Linked DNA regions of Capra hircus: region 1 is linked to region 2. The links are chromatin contacts, called in public Hi-C maps. All regions are on one chromosome and are shown on one strand. Each heading gives the region's core, a stretch centred on a gene start, on an enhancer-like site or on the middle of the called end of the contact. The rest is flanking DNA. Distances are from core to core; before and after follow the strand shown.

What was found. Hi-C and Micro-C count contacts between places; a contact is called where the count stands out from the background.
Region 1: a contact with region 2 is called in a Hi-C map of blood, with 3 times the contacts expected there. The contact joins the promoter of KLHL7 here to the enhancer-like site in region 2. A contact is called at or near these places in 2 of 5 Hi-C or Micro-C datasets (both in blood).

The regions. Positions count from the first base shown.
Region 1 is chr4:88,819,101-88,821,800 of ARS1.2, reverse strand. KLHL7 (kelch-like protein 7) reads left to right here and starts at 1,354. Exons shown (of 11, transcript XM_018047321.1): 1 at 1,354-1,733. The coding sequence starts at 1,614.
Region 2 is chr4:88,684,816-88,687,515 of ARS1.2, reverse strand. It overlaps GPNMB (transmembrane glycoprotein NMB), which reads left to right. Exons shown (of 12, transcript XM_013963196.2): 11 at 950-1,058; 12 at 1,816-2,168. The coding sequence ends at 1,848. Among named protein-coding and RNA genes, the nearest start is that of MALSU1, 24 kb to the right of the region's middle. Within about 2 kb of position 1,350, at least 1 of the 5 cell types and tissues checked has an H3K27ac peak or open chromatin away from gene starts, as enhancers often do.

The DNA.
Region 1 (2,700 bases), core at 105-2,604, 130 kb before region 2:
CTACATGATCCACAATTGGTTGAATCACCTGTTGCAGAACCATGGATATGGAGGGTTCACTATGGGATTCTGAGCATTTGTGGATTTTGGTATCCCCAACAGCTTCTGGACCCAACCTGCAAATACTCAAGGATGACTGTCTTGACTAGTTAAAACAGAAGATCTGAGAACATTTAGATTAAAAAAAATTATAAGGTACACAGAGGTATAAATGTCTTATTCTTTTCTAAGAATGCTTAGATTTTTTTTTTTTTTTTTTGGCTGCACCTTCCTCCACCAGGAATCCAACCAGCACCCCAGGTGGAAGCAGTGGAAGCACAGTCATAACCATGGACCACCAGGAAACTCCCTTTTTTAAAGCTTTTTTTTTTGCTTAGATTTTTGTTTTTGGAGCGCCTTATAAGCCACTTGCTCTTTCATTTGAATTATACTGTATTGCTTTCTCCTAATCAAGAGAAAGTATAATGCTTTGATAGAGTCAATTATTTTACTTAAAGCATGTTTCTATACATTCCTATATGCATGCATGCATGCATGCTAAATCGCTTCAGTCGTGTCTGACTTCGTGCGACCTTATGGACAGCAGCCCACCAGGCTCCTCTGTCCACGGGATTTTTCAGGCAAGAATACTGGAGTGGGTTGCCATTTCCTTCTCCCATATTCCTATACAGACCTAGGTAGAAAATTAAAGGGATATGTATAAGTTTTCAAATGTAAATTTCAAATAACCTTATATTATAGATATTATATGCTAGAAATAATATGATTTATAGTTACAAAAAGCATCTCATGAGTTCTATGATTACTATGGGAAGCCTAATTGGAGATTTCTGGAAAAGCTGACACCTGATCTTAGTTTCAAACACTGAGAAGTAAACCAGCCTAAGCAGGCAGCCATTCCACATCAGGGAAACACCAATGGGGACTGTGTATCCTTGCTTTATGACTCCCAAGCAAATAAACCTTATTTTCCATGCAATAAACCTTAACTTGCAGTACGCGGTGGTCTTCTCCCATTTCATATTGAGCGCCTACAGCATGTCATCTTCTGATACTGCAACACCGACGCTGGTCCTTACGGAGTTTACGCTAACGGGACGCTCTTTAATGCCTTCTATCACCCAATTATCCCCAAAAGATAATCTCGCCACGTCAGCCAAATTTGTAAAACCTGTCTTGGGCAAAGGGAAAGGAACGCGCAACTCCGGACAGCTAGAAACCAAAACAGCCGGCGCACGGAAAGGACGTTCGGCACCGGCCTCCAGCCGCTCGGAGAGGCGCGCGGCTCTGACGCGTAGACCCCGCCCCCCCACTCCTTCTTAGCGGCCCCGCCCCCTCGAGCCAAGTGCGCAGGCTCCTCCTCCGGGCTCCGGTTCTGCTGGAGACGCAGCCCAGCGACTACATCGCCTTACAGCGATCTTCTGAGCGGGTCGTCTGGCCTTGCCCTACTGCAAGGTCTGCGGCGTCCCCGCGCTTCCGCAGGCGGAGTGGTACAGCCAGCCACTCTCCCAGCCTCGGTGCTTTGGTGAACACAACCCCCGGCGTGCCTGGAAAGTGCAACCCCTCGCCCGGCCCGGCAAGTCCCGGGCGTGAGCCGCGCTGACCGAAGGAGGATGGCAGCCTCTGGGGTAGAGAAGAGCAGCAAGAAGAAGACCGAGAAGAAACTTGCTGCTCGAGAGGAAGCCAAATTGTTGGCAGGTTTCATGGGCGTCATGAATAACATGCGGAAACAGGTACCGCCTCTGTGGGAGTGACCGTCGGCGTGGGGGAGGTGGTCCGGGGCTTGGGCCCCTGACGGACCCGGCTGAAACCCGCGCCCCGTGGATCGCGACCCTCTTCTTCCTCTGTCCTCGCCCTTCCTTGCATTTTCGTACGCCGGCGAAGCAGCTGCTGGTGGAGGGTCGCGTTAAACAGCTCTCCAGCAGAAGTGCCTCGTTGTCCGCCGATGCTGTGGCTCCCAGGTCAGACTCCTAGGGGACCTCTCGGACTGGCGTCCGGCGTCGGGTATCGGTTGTATAACAGCTGTGCCCTAGTTATCTCTTTGTGAGCCGAGCATCCCTCCATTGGCCAGCCGTTTTTAGCTGCCGTGAGATCTCGTGCGAAGAATCCCATTGGCACAGCCCAAACCGAAGCCCTCGAGGAAGGGAGAAGCATTGCTGGCCCTGACATCAGCTCCTCTTAAATAAGGATCCCCGCCTCCCTTCTGTGTTACCGGGGTGGAGCTAGGAGAAGGCAGTCTCTTGTACGTGTTAATTTAGAGCAGAAACAGTCGTGGATGAATTCCGTGCCATCCATTAAGGGCCCCTTGCGCCTCTGTTACTTAAGAGGAGTCTTTGTTCTGTCTTTGATGTGTGGCGTTTTAGTGACAGTCTTCGGCACGTCGGCGAAAGGTGGGTTGTGAAAAGAACGGGTTTTAACGCCAAAGAATGTAGACCAGAGAATCTGTTTGTTTATGAATGCCTCTTAGACCAGAAAAGTCGCTTGGTCATTTTCCTCATCCTGGAAGCTTTGTTTGTAGAAATGTGCGTCCAGGGAGATCTGTGGGAATGTTTCAGTTTTGTGTCTGTGGTCCTGTTTTTCATGACAAAAGCAGGATGTGAGTGTAACTGCAAAACCTAGCTTGCTCATTTGGTGGTGCTGAAACTGCACAAACCAGATTGGGACTTGAACTTAATTGAGAGCATACAGCTGGTCTCCGGA
Region 2 (2,700 bases), core at 101-2,600:
ACTACCCTGTGTCAGTCATGACATTCCTTTTTCTTTCCTGAAAAATAAAGTATGAGAAGAGACCAGATCTTGGAATTATTTTTCTAATTTTTGTTTGCCTTTCAATTTTCCTGTATACTTTTGACACATAAAAAGTTGTGTAACTTTGTCCCACGGAATGCTGATAATTTCTGAGTATTTTATGTTTTTAAGTATATGATACAATAATATGAAATTTTGATGAATTATGTATATATATAATTACACCAGTCTAAAAGAAGATTTTCTACAAGCAGTTGTTCTGAGTCTTTGTTTGAATAGTCAGTATTATAATAAAACTAAATGTGAGAGGATAGTTCTAGGTCATAGATCAGCAATCATTTTCTGTAAAGGGCCAAGTAGTAACTATTTTAGGCTTCATGGGCCATATGGTGTCTGTTGCAACTACTCAACTCCAATGCTGTAGCAGAAATGCCATCATATACATAAATGAAAGGGCATGGCTTTGTTCCAGCCTGAGCATATTGACAAAAGCAGGTGGCGGGCCAGATTTGGCTTATGGGCCATAGTTTGTGGACCTATATTCTAGGCTAAAAGAATATAGAGACGCAATAACCAAAAGCCGTTTAGTAACCTAGATTACATCCTAATATTAAAAAAAAAGAACCATGAAAGACATTCTTTGGGGCAACTGAGGGAAATCTGAATACACTCTGGATACCAAATGCTATTACAGAATTGTTAGTTTTCTTAAGAATAGGTGAAGATTTTCTTAAGGAGTTGGTGTGCTGAGCTTCCTATGCTTAGTTGCTCAGTCGTTTTGGACTCTTTGTGACCTCATGGACTGTAGCCTGCCACGCTCCTCTGTCCATAGGAGTTCTCCAGGCAAGAATACTGGAGTGGGTTGCCATGCCCTTCTCCAGGGGATCTTCCCAACTCAGGGATTGAACCCAGGTCTCCCACATTGCAGGAGGATTCTTTATCATCTGAGCCACCAGGGAACGTCACTTCACAGGGCTCCTGCAGGCTGCTCTGGAAGAATGAACGGACATGAAAAGTACTGCGTATATGGCATAACGGTACGGATACTACATGTGGGAAGCAGTGTGAAGGGGCTTGCCATTTTTATGATAACTAGGAGGCCAGGTCATTCATACCTGAAGCAGAAAAGTAATATCAAGTTGCAGCAGAATCACTTGTAGGTTTATTAAACACAGACTACTGAGCCCAACCCCCAAAATTATGGGTCCAGGCCCCATGAATTCTGTTTCTTAACAGTTCCCATGTGATGTTGGTACAGCTGCTCCCAGACCTAACTTGGAGAAAACAGTAGTCTTGAGATCCACTCTTGCCTTCTCCTATCAACAGAGGGCAGCAGAGAGCAGCATATATACAGTCAGTCACCAGGGAAGCCATTGAAATCCTCAGGAAACCTCCCTCGGTTTCAATCTAACAAATGGCAGGAGAGAGAACTGAAACCATGAATTATTTAGATTTATATTCTCCGTGTGACCTTGGCAACAAGTCATTTAACTTCCACCGAATTGCTATCTGTGAAATGGGGGAAGTAACCTAAAAGAGAGTGGGATGGCTTGATTAATGTCTGCTGAGAATTAGAACTTCCGAACAAAATTGAAATGTGTAGGTAATAAATTATTCTGGGAATTTCTTACTCCTCAGACTCTTAATAAATGTCTGCATTTTAAACACTTCCGACTCATTCATAAACATTGGTTGCCCTCATTGAATTTTCAATTGTTTAACAGTTTAGAAGGCAATACTTTAAATGCATTCATTATATCCGGAATATGTGATAACTCCAAATCTATGTGACAGGCTAAGATGAGAAGATGGCTATCCAAGGAGTGAAGGTGCCCACCTTCCGACGGGGCCTTTGGGAGGTAGGAAATCATTTCAAGTTTTTTCAGAGTGGTCCAAAAGCTGCTGGAATAGATAACCTAAAAATTCAGAGACTGCTTTCCAGGAATCACCCCTTACAGACTGATTTTGATCCTTCAACCATCATTAATTGAGTGCCGCCATGTCCCAAGCTCTGGTCTGCAGGAGACAGAGCCATGAACAGGAAACAAGGACTCTGCTTTCTCAGATTTGAATTCTTACTGCAATGAGAGCCCTACCCTCTGGCCTGGAGTCCCCCCATCCTGTCCACCACATTGGGCTCATCTAATCTGCTGCTGCTGCTGCTAAGTCGCTTCAGTCGTGTCTGACTCTGTGCGACCCCATAGACGGCAGCCCACCAGGCTCCCCCGTCCCTGGGATTCTCCAGGCAAGAACACTGGAGTGGGTGGCCATTTCCTTCTCCAATGCATGAAAGTGAAAAGTGAAGGTGAAGTCACTCAGTCGTGTCCTACCCTTAGCGACCCCATGGACTGCAGCCTTCCAGGCTCCTCCGTCTGTGGGATTTTCCAGGCAAGAGTACTGGAGTGGGGTGCCATTGCCTTCTCCACATCTAATCTGCAGACTCATCTAATCTGATTCCTTTGCTACTCACAACAGAATTGCCTTTCCTTTTTATCCTCGAAATTCTGGAATAAAATTTGCTCTGGAGATCTTCATAGGCCTTTTGGAATGTAGATGCCTTAATGGTATTTTGTATTTAACTTTAATTCTCTATATAACTTGAGCTTCAGTTCAGTTCAGTCGCTCAGTTCGTGTCCTACTCTTTGTGACCGCATGAATCATAGCACGCCGGGCCTCCCT